Linked DNA regions of Sus scrofa: regions 2 and 3 are each linked to region 1. Evidence: chromatin contacts called from public HiChIP or PLAC-seq and promoter capture Hi-C data. All regions are on one chromosome and are shown on one strand. Each heading gives the region's core, a stretch centred on a gene start, on an enhancer-like site or on the middle of the called end of the contact. The rest is flanking DNA. Distances are from core to core; before and after follow the strand shown. Region 1 holds the start of ZFP36 (zinc finger protein 36, C3H type, homolog (mouse)). Region 2 holds the start of ECH1 (enoyl-CoA hydratase 1). Region 3 holds the start of FBXO17 (F-box only protein 17).

Region 1 (3,345 bases), core at 489-2,988:
GACAGGTGAATCGGATCCCCCCAGGCTGCTGCCACTGCTGGCATATTCGTCAGGATCAGATCCCAGGGAGTGTGCAGAGGGGCTCCGAGGCAGGCCACCCAAGGGCCCCCAGATGCTGCTGGGAGTGGCCCTTCGGCAGGACGGGCAACAGGCCGGGGTGGGGTCCCTTCGGGCCACAGGGGTCCCAGGGGCAGCAGAGAAGGCAGAAGGTGAAAGTGGAAGGTCCCCAGGTGGTGGTGGTGGGGAGCTGGAGGGCGAGAAGGAGCATGAGGACAGGGAAGGGCCTGCTAGGCCGGGTGGTGGTGGCGAGGTTCGGCGACCGGAGGGCAGGCCTGAGAAGCTGATACTCTGGCGCAGCACATGCGGGTGACCGGGGGCAGCCAGGTCTTCGCTGGGGTTGTGGATGAAGTGGCAGCGAGAGCCGTAGGGGCAGCGGCCCTGGAGGTAGAACTTGTGGCAGAGTTCCGTCTTGTACTTGGGGTGGCGGCTGGCCTGGCGCAGCTCGCCCAGGCCATGGGCAAACTGGCACTTGGCCCCATAGCGGCAGCGCCCGCTCTCTGAGAAAGTCCGACATAACTCAGTCTTGTAGCGGGAGGAGGTGGTGGGGGTCGAAGTTGGCGAGGTGGGTGAGGGCGACAGTTCAGGGCCTGGGCGGGGAGCCAAGGGTGCAAAGCCTGGGGGTGGGGGCACCCAGCCGCAGCTGCGACCTTCCACCAAGCTGGTGGAGCGACCAGGTAGGCGGGCAGCGACCCCAGCCGGGCTGGAATCGGATGAGTTGAGGCTCCACAGTCCCGCGGTGGCCCAGCCCGGGCTGGACTCAGTCTCTCCGTGGTCGGAGGATGGCAGGTCAGGGCTCAGCGACAGGAGGCTCTGTGGGAACAGGGATGGGTTAAGACACCGAAAATACAGGGTGACGCCCCGCCCCCAGCTGCAGAGCACCTAAAAGCTTGCCAGTCCGGTTTGTGGGTTCCTGGCTAGAACTCCACCCGCCCGCAGGAAAAAAATACGGGTTCCGGATCGCAAGAATCTCGATTCGGAGGTTCTGAGTTTATATTCGCGACTTAAGCTCATCCCGAGGGGCCCAGGAATCCCGGCTGCCCGGCAGGATCAAGTCAGGACACACACCGCTGTCTTCCAATTTTAAGCCTCTGGGCCTCTCGGGATCTGACTACACTCATCGGGTTCTCCAGTTTCACAAGTTGGAGACGCGAACAAAGTTAACCCAGGAGTGCGGACCTCTTGGGTTTTAGAGTTCCCAGAGTCGTCCTCTGGGTTAGGGAGTGGGGAAGCAGAAGTCGGCTTCCCCTCTCCGAGACTCTAGCCCCAGAAACGCCTCCGCGCAAAACCGCGCCCTCAGCAACTACTAGGGGTAAGCCAGGTGTGGGGCCATTTCCGCCTCCAGACAGCCCCAGCCTGAGAAAAGCCCTCCAGCTTTCCACTTCCGAAGGCCAGCCCACCCGTGTTTGGGCTGAGACCACAAAGTCACGGGCTCCATTTTCACCTCCAGAGGATCACACTGGTCTGAGAAGAGGCAGGATCCTCCCGGCCGGAGTGCGAAGCGCTAAAGAGCTTAGTTTGAGAAGGGAGCCAGAGTCCCGGGAGGGAGTTTGCGGCGCTAGAGGGTGAGACTTGAGAAAGGAGTCAGGCATGGGGACTCCGGGGTGCAAATCAGCGGGGGCTCACCTCGTAGATGGCGGTGAGATCCATGGCGGCGCAGAGGGCCGAAGGCTGAGGGGCCGGCCAAGAGTGGGAGCGCTGAAGTCAGGCTACAGCGGGGCCCGCACAGTGGCTGCATTTATTCAGCAGGAGGGGGCGTGGCCTCGAGAGGGGCGGGCCTGGGCGGGCGGGGCCAGGAGGGGCGCTTCCCGGACGCACCGCCCCAGCACAGCCCGCCCGGCCCAGGACCAGTCCCCTTCCGCCCGGCTGCGGGCCGGGACTTGCCTGATCCGGGTCCGCGGGCGATCGCGACCCCGCGGGGAGTGTGTGGGGTGAGGGGTGTCGGCCCAGTTTTCAAAGCTGGAGCCTGAGGCGCGGAGAAGGGAACTGGGACAGAGGTGGGGGCGGGGCAGGGCCCCTGGGGGAATTGACCGGGGCAGAGGCCAACGGACGGGGGCGGGGAGAGGCCCACTGAGTGCAAAAGACAGAAATGGAGGGAGGCAAAAAGACAAACACTGGGAGACAGACAGACACACACACACAGAGACGCACACAGAGGGGAGACGGGTACAGAGAGGGAGAGGGGGTAGAGAGAAGGAAGGTGGGGAGGCAGAGATAGAAAAGACGAGATATAGACGGTCCCAGACGGCAAATTCAGAGCAAGAAGTGGGGGGGGGGCACATAAAGAAACAGAGAAAAAGGGAGAAGGGAGGGGGGGAGAAATAAACATCCACAAACAGAAATTCTCAGGAGCAAGATGAAGAGACCAATAGGCCCGATGGAGAATTCTTTTGAGACCTGCCAGCCTGACATGGTCTCGCTCCCAAATTATCCAGGTCCCAAGACCTGTACCGCCCCACTCACGAGGGTAGGAGGAGCGCTGCCCCGACACCTGGCTGGAAAGGGGCCTCTTTCCCCAGTTCCAGGGCTTCTGTGACCTCTCACCCTCAAATATATAATGGCAATTCTAACCGCTACCTCTGGGTTAGGCATGAAAGTGCTTTACGTACATTAACTCAAGGAGGTATTATGCCCATTTTCTACACAAGGAAACCCAGGCACAGAGAGGCCAAGTTATTCTCCAATTAGTAAATGACAACAGCTTAATAACAGGGCCTTGAATTATGTTACGAGTTTGCACTCCGAGAAGCTCAAGATAGGAAAAGGTTGGAGATCTCTTGTTATGGTGGAGGGTTTTCTTGGTGGAAAGCCGTCTGGAGGTGGAAAAAGTGGGTCATCATCAGCTAATAGTCGGATGGGTCTCAAGAAAAAGGGACGTGCCTTGAGAGAACGCTAAATTTGCACAAATCACTCCCCCTATTGGCAAATTTTTTACTGTCAAGGGGTTGCCCTGCATGAAGCTCAAGATAAGGAGAAAAAACTAATTTTTAAAGGGGGTCTTGGTGAGCTGGCTGCCCTGAGTGAAAATAAGAGGGGTAGAAAGAAATCATTGCCACGCAGTTATCATGGTGGAAAGTTCATTCTTGCAGGCTGCCCCTGCAGACCGCGGGTTTGTATTGAGGTGGGGAGATTCTGCTAGGCACGCCGACTAGCTCGGCCGACAGAGCTCGGGGGAATCCCTGGTGCGGCGCCTTCTGGGGCCGAGGGGCCTTCCTGGCCGGTCCCGTGAGCTGGGAGTCTGCGGGCGGCTCTGGCACGGTTGCAGCCTCCCTCTCGCCTGTGACTCAC
Region 2 (3,345 bases), core at 489-2,988, 420 kb after region 1:
TTTGGGTTTTGTTTTTTTGGTTTTTTGTCTTTTTTGGCTGCCCTTGCAGCCTGGGAAGTTTCTGGGCCAGGGATCCAACCCCTGCCACACCAGACAAGTCCAAATCTGAAACCTCTTGGCCACCAGGGAACTGGTAAAGCACTTTTATTCTTGGGCTAACTGGCTTTTTCCAAAGTTATTTTATTTATTTTGTCTTTTGTCCTTTTTTAGGGCCGCACCCACGGCATATGGAGTTTCCCAGGCTAGGGGTCTATTTGAAGCTGTTGCTGCCGGCCTATGCCAGAGCACAGCAACGCCAGATCCGAGCCACATCTGCAACCTACACCACAGCTCATTCCACATCCTTAACCCACTGAGCAAGGCCAGGGATCAAACCAGAAACTTCATGGTTCCTTGTCGGATTCGTTTCTGCTGCACCACAACGGAAACTCCCCAAAGTGATTTTAAAAGACCTTATATTTAGGAGTTCCAGGCTTGACGCAGTGGAAACAAGTCTGGCTAGGAACTATGAGGTTGCGAGTTCGGTCCCTGGCCTCACTCAGTGGATTAAGGATCCTGCATTGCCATGAGCTGTGGTATAGGTCGCAGAAGTGGCTTGGGGGGTTCCCGTTGTGGCTCAGTGGTTATCGAATCTGACTAGGAACCATGAGGTTGCGGGTTCCATCCCTGGCCTTGCTCAGTGGGTTAAGGGTCCAGTGTCGCCTTGAGCTGTGGTATAGGTTGCAGACGTGGCTTGGATCCCGCGTTGCTGTGGCTCTGGTGTAGGCCGGTGGCTACAGCTCAGACTAGGCCCCTAGCCTGGGAACCTCCACATGCTGTGGGAGTGGTCCTCAAAAGGCAAAAAGAAAAAAAAAAAAAGTGGCTTGGATCCAGCATTGCTGTGGCTGTAGTGTAGGCCAGCAGCTGTAGCTCCAATTCAACCCCTAGCCTGGGAACCTCCACATGCTGCAGGTGTGGCCCTAAAAGCAGTACCCCCCCAAAAAACCCTTATATTTATTAAGAACACGTACTTAATGGACTTCCCATGTGGCTTGCAGGATAACTACTTAGTGTTGCTTCTACAGTGGCTGTGGCTCGACCCCTGGCTCAGGAACTTACATTAAAAAAAAAAAAAAAAAAGAACATGTACTTACGAGCCACATAAATAGCCTCTTCAGCCCTCTTGAATCCCAGGGACCTTAATCTAGTGTCGTCTCCAGATCCAGGTTTCCGCTGTGTTCAAGGTAAAATAGTACAACCCCTACCCACCCCACCCCCGCCCCCGGCCCGCCCAGTGGTGTGGGAATTCGAATTATATAGTCAGCACTTAATGTTGGTCTATACTTTTACTGGATAATCTCAGTAGGAAATTTTTCTTTTTAGTTAATATGGTACAAGTGCATGGTTACAAACTGGCAGGGCTCCGATTATTCTGCCATTACGGACTTGGACACTCATCTCTCTCCAATTCGTTCACCATTACGAAAGAGCTGTGGTGGCCCCTGCACAGAATGTTCGGGGACAGTGAATTATCGCCTCAGGCCAGATTCCTATTGTGCCAAAGGTTCCCAGGGCGAGCCAAAGGCCGGCAAATTTAGAAGGCGATTTCCGGTTGCCCTTAGTAAAGATGGCGGGAATAGGGGTGTCACCGCTGTTTGGATGCGGCTTCGATGCCCTCGCTCAACATGGCGGCCCTTGTGCCCGCCCCCTTAACTTCCTCTCGTCGGGCTATTCCGGCGTTTCAGTCGCAATGACGGCAGTGGCAATGGCGTTTTTTCACAGAGTGCGCAGCTTGCTGACTCGGCGTGAGTCATCTCTTGACTTCTGGGGGTCTATTGAGCTGTCGTCCTGTCATGGCGACTGTAGAACGGAGAGGCCTGTCTGGGGTCAAGCAAGGTCCTCACGCCTTATTAAACTCAGGGGTCCATGTGCTCCTATGCAAAGGGCCCGTGTCCTACCGTGGGGTAGCTGTCAGCTCAGTGTCTCCAATCTAGTGTCAGTACCACCTTCGCGGGTTTGAAGTGGCCCTCAGACCGAGGCCACTGGTGAGTGCACCCTAATCTTAAAAGCCTGTGTCTTCCTGAACCAAGGCCTCTTAACAGGCCTGCGTTCCCCAATCTAATGTCACTGAGATGGATGTGTGCCCTCTGCTTTTGAAGGTGCTCTTCTCCCAATTTGGGGTCATAAAATGCTCTTCCTGGGAGTTCCCGTCCTGGCTCAGTGGTTAACAAATCTGACTAGGAACCATGAGGTTGCGGGTTCGATCCCTGCCCTTGCTCAGTGGGTTAACGATCCAGCATTGCTGTGAGCTGTGGTGTAGGTCGCAGACGCGGCTCAGATCCCGCCGCGTTGCTGTGGCTCTGGTGTAGGCCGGTGGCTACCGCTTTGATTCCACCCCTAGCCTAGGAACCTCCATATGCCGCGGGAGCCGCCCTAGAAATGGCAAAAAGACAAAAAAAAAAAAAAAAAAAAAAAAAATGCTCTTCCTTTGTCTCTCCAGGATTGACAGCCCCCACCAACCTCAGCCTTAGTCTTCACCCCATGAGCTCCTTTACACAAGAGGAGGCTTCCAAAGCTGCTCCCAGCGAAGCTCCAGGTCACAACTATGAGTCCCTTCAGGTGACAGCTGTCCAGAAACATGTGCTTCATGTGCAGCTAAACCGGCCAGAGAAGAGAAATGCCATGAACAGAGCCTTCTGGAGGTCTGGTCTGCAGGTCCTGAGAGGCCTGTCTGCAGGAGGAGGCAGGGGCTAAGGGACTGGGCAGGGGAGGACCTGAGAGCAGGGAACTCCCCCCGCCCCCCCAGACAGCCCTTGCCTCCTTCCCTTTCCGCAGAGAGATGGTGGTGTGCTTCAACAAGATCGCACAGGACCCTGACTGTCGTGCGGTGGTGATCTCTGGTGCAGGAAAAATGTTCACTTCAGGTACCACGTGCTCTCCATACCCACCCCTGCCACCCTCCCCTGCTCCTGGAGAGAGATCAAGGCTTCTTAATTAGGGTTTCAAGCAGCTTCTAACTTCAACTTTCAACATTTTCAAATACAGAAATTGACAGGTTCATGGGCTCTTAAATCTGGGTTTTCATTCTTTTTTTTTTTGAAGTATAGTTTATTTATTTATTATTATTATTATTTTTTTTTTTTTTGTCTTTTTGCTATTTCTTTGGGCCGCTCCCGCAGCATATGGAGGTTCCCAGGCTAGGGGACGAATCGGAGCTGTAGCTGCCGGCCTACGCCAGAGCCACAGCAACACAGGATCGGAGCCGAGTCTGCAACCTACACCACAGCTCACGGCAATGCCGGATCGTTAACCCACTGAGCAAGGGCAGGAACTGAACCCGCAACCTCATGGTTCCTAGTCGGATTC
Region 3 (3,345 bases), core at 293-2,792, 300 kb after region 1:
TCCCGCGTTGCTGTGGCTCTGGCGTAGGCCGCTGGCTACAGCTCCGATTGGACCCCTAGCCTGGGAACCTCCCTATGCCGCGGGAGCGCCCCAAAGAAATAGCAAAAAGACAAAAAAAACGAAAAAACAAAAAAAAAAAACCCAAAATGCTCGCATCTCACACTTTCCTCGCGATGGCGCTGTGGTGTCTTTCTGAGACTTTTTTTTTTTTTTTTTTTTTTTTTTTTGCCATTTCTAGGGCTCACTCAACGCCGGATTGTTAACTCACTGAGCAAGGGCAGGGACCAAACCCGCAACCTCATGGTTCCTAGTCGAATTCGTTAACCGCTGGGCCACGACGGGAATTCCTCTGAGACTTTTTCAATGGAGGGGACCTGGGAACTCCAGCTTAAAACCCTTTCATGGGAGTTACCGTTGTGGCGCAGCGGGTTACGAAACCCAACTAGTATCCGTGAGGATGAGGGTTAGATCCCTGGCCCCGCTCAGTGGGATAAGGAGCCCAGAGCTGTGGTGTAGGTCACAGTTGCTGCACGAATCCCACGTTGTGGTGGCTGTGGTGTAGGCCGGCAGTTGCAGCTCCCATTCGACCCCCTAGCCTGGAAACTTCCATATGCCTCAGGTGCGGCCCTAAAATGAAAAAAAAACAAAAAACAAAAACAAAAAACAGCGACCTCCCTAAGCGAGTGACTTGTATGTACCTCGTGCATACCTACCTCTAGGGGTCGGAGAGGTCTCCATGGGGTAATGCAAATAGAGCATTTAGCACAGTGCCCGGGATGAGTCTGGGACTGGCAAGGATCCCCTAGGATGTGGGAGGACTGTGGACCAGAAGACTGGCTCCGGGTTGTCTAAAGTCAATCGGAAAAAAGATATGAGAGCTCAAGGGCAGAGGTCCAGGGAGAAATGTGTTGTGGCCCCATGCTTACTGTGAACCTGGCACTAATTCCCTAGTTTGCAATTTAGGGGCGGGGACAGATACCTAACGTAGGAGCGCCCAGGTTGGCCGCAGAGAACGTGTGGCAAAGAAGTTCAATTTAAGAACAAGCCTGAGGCACTCCCCTGGGGACACAATGTAAATTCGAGAGCATCCCTGAGGACAGAAACTTCTCTCCAAGTGTTTCACACTAGGTCCGAGGGCGGAGTCACAGCACCGCCCTTTACCAGCAGTGGACAGATGGTGGGAGAGAGGTTTTGAACGGCGGAGGCGGCTTGTAGGCCGGTGGCCGGAATAAGAAGGGAAGACGGGGGCCGGGGGGGGAACAGCTAGGACCCTTCCCACGGCGAGGGGCTCCCGGAGAGGCGGAATTCGCCTATCGGAGGTGCCTGCGGTGAGCGCCAGGGCACCCAGGTCTCAGATCGCGGGACGCCTGGGCAGGTAGCCCCGCGCTCCGAGACGTTGCCTGTTGGAGGTGCAGCCTCTCGGAAGAGCCCGCCCGCAGACCTCGGAGCGCGGGGCCCGGGTCGCCGCCCCGCCCGCCTCGCGGCAGCTGGGCCCTCCCCCCGGCGCCTGCGGCCGCCCAGACCCCGCCCCTCCCTCCGTCCGGCTGCGCAGCCGCCCACCGGATCTCGCCGCCGCCCTCCACCCACCCGGAGAGGGCCGACCCGGGCAGCGCCCCCCGACTGCCTCGCGGAGCAGAGTGCGGAAGGGGATCCTGGCCCGCCGCCGCCGCCGCCGCCTCCGAGCGGGCCGCCAGGTGAGCGCCGGGACAGGTGGGGACCCAGGTCGGAATCCGTGTTCTGGCCCCACTCGCGGCTGGAGCGTCCCGGGAAGGATTTCCGCCCCAGGCCCGGCCTGGACGGGCGTGTCCCGGGAGTCCTGTGCCCCAGCGCCCCTTCCCGGGCCCGCCCTCCCTCGCCCCTCCGAGCCCACAGTTACACAAACGCGTGTTTTCGCACAGCAGGGGCTTTGCCAAAACCGGTCCTCTAGAGCCCTCGCCTCTCCGCCCGGCTACTGGTCCGCCGAGGCCACCATGAAATAAATTCCCCTCCCCAAAGTAGTGGACCAACACGTGTTCACTGCAGCGGGTGAAAGGCCAGACCACTCCTAACCAATCCTGGCTTTTGTTTTCCTCTGCCTGGCGGAAAATTCTGTGCATCAGCTTTAGAGCACCGAGTCTTGGTTTAGCAACTTGGGCACCTTTGGTGTGTTTTCACTGCTCCACCGAATTTAAATTTTGTTCTAAGTTATCTTTTGCAGTGTTCAGGGATATCTGTTAACGCACCGTATCTTGTTCCTTCAATTTGAGACAGCAGCTGTCTACCCTCTATTTTGAAAGACCGTAATATCACTAGCCTATTTTTTAAATAAATAATAAAACATTTTTTAAAAAAGTCCCGGGAAAGCAAAAACAAAAGACAAATTAGAACAGAGCTTTGCATGCAACAGCAGTGCTTTAAGCCTTGCGCCCTCCCCCGCAGCCAATTAAAAATTTTTGTAAGTACATTGCTTTTCACAAATGGCACAGTAACTTGTGACCCGTAGTGCATGGTTTTAAATCCTTTTCAGCTTTTTGTTCCTCCGGTGGTTACTTCCAAATCTTTGAAGAGAGTTCTTCCATTGTTATTTCTTAGTTTATCAACTTTTAGACTGTCTGCTAATCCTTTGCTGAAAAATAGATGGACAGCTTTCATCATCTCCGTGGTTTCCCTCCTTCCTGTATAATCACAGCATTCCTTTTAGTTTCTTTATGGGTAGTTTTGTTACATAAAATATTTTTTATAAATTTTTATTTCTTGTTCCATTAAATATATAATCTGTTATATATCTAAAATCTGTTTTATATGCGTGTGTGTATATGTATATATATAAAAATCTGTTGACTCCTTCGTAAGGCCTGACTTTAAAGTTTATTTATTTATTTATTTATTTTTATTTTTTTAGGGCCGCACCTGGGGCACATAGAGGTTTCCAGGCTAGGGGTCCAATTAAAGCTACAACTGCCGGGAGTTCCCGTCGTGGCGCAGTGGTTAACGAATCCGACTAGGAACCATGAGGTTTCGGGTTCGATCCCTGCTCTTGCTCAGTGGGTTAAGGATCCGGCGTTGTCGTGAGCTGTGGTGTAGGCCGCAGATGCGGCTCGGATCCCGCGTTGCTGTGCCTCTGGTGTAGGCTGGCAGCTATAGCTCCGATTGGACCCCTAGCCTGGGAACCTCCATATGCCACGGGAGCGGCCCAAGAAATGGCAAAAAGACACAAAAAATAATAATAATAATAATAAATAAATAAATAAATAAGTAAATAAATAAGAAAAAAAAAAAAAAAAGAGCTACAACTGCCGGCCTACACTGCAGCCACATCAGATCTGAGCCACATCTGTGACCAACACCAGATCCTTAACCCACTGA

What was found. Promoter capture Hi-C pulls out the DNA fragments that hold promoters and counts their contacts. HiChIP or PLAC-seq counts read pairs in DNA pulled down with a chosen protein or histone mark.
Region 2: a contact with region 1 is called in a promoter capture Hi-C map of liver, with 2.3 times the contacts expected there. The contact joins the promoter of ECH1 here to the promoter of ZFP36 in region 1. A contact is called at or near these places in 1 of 5 promoter capture datasets (liver) and 1 of 47 Hi-C or Micro-C datasets (fibroblasts).
Region 3: an H3K27ac HiChIP or PLAC-seq map of alveolar macrophages shows a contact between it and region 1. The contact joins the promoter of FBXO17 here to the promoter of ZFP36 in region 1. A contact is called at or near these places in 1 of 47 Hi-C or Micro-C datasets (embryonic fibroblasts) and 1 of 2 datasets of contacts at active chromatin or transcription factors (alveolar macrophages).

Annotation. Positions count from the first base shown.
Region 1 is chr6:48,062,125-48,065,469 of Sscrofa11.1, reverse strand. ZFP36 (zinc finger protein 36, C3H type, homolog (mouse)) reads right to left here and starts at 1,738. Exons shown (of 2, transcript NM_001168419.1): 1 at 1,684-1,738; 2 at 1-870. The coding sequence starts at 1,707.
Region 2 is chr6:47,637,354-47,640,698 of Sscrofa11.1, reverse strand. ECH1 (enoyl-CoA hydratase 1) reads left to right here and starts at 1,738. Exons shown (of 10, transcript NM_001044607.2): 1 at 1,738-1,784; 2 at 2,480-2,681; 3 at 2,815-2,903. The coding sequence starts at 1,745.
Region 3 is chr6:47,757,843-47,761,187 of Sscrofa11.1, reverse strand. It overlaps FBXO17 (F-box only protein 17), which reads left to right and starts at 1,542. Exons shown (of 7, transcript XM_021094357.1): 1 at 1,542-1,694.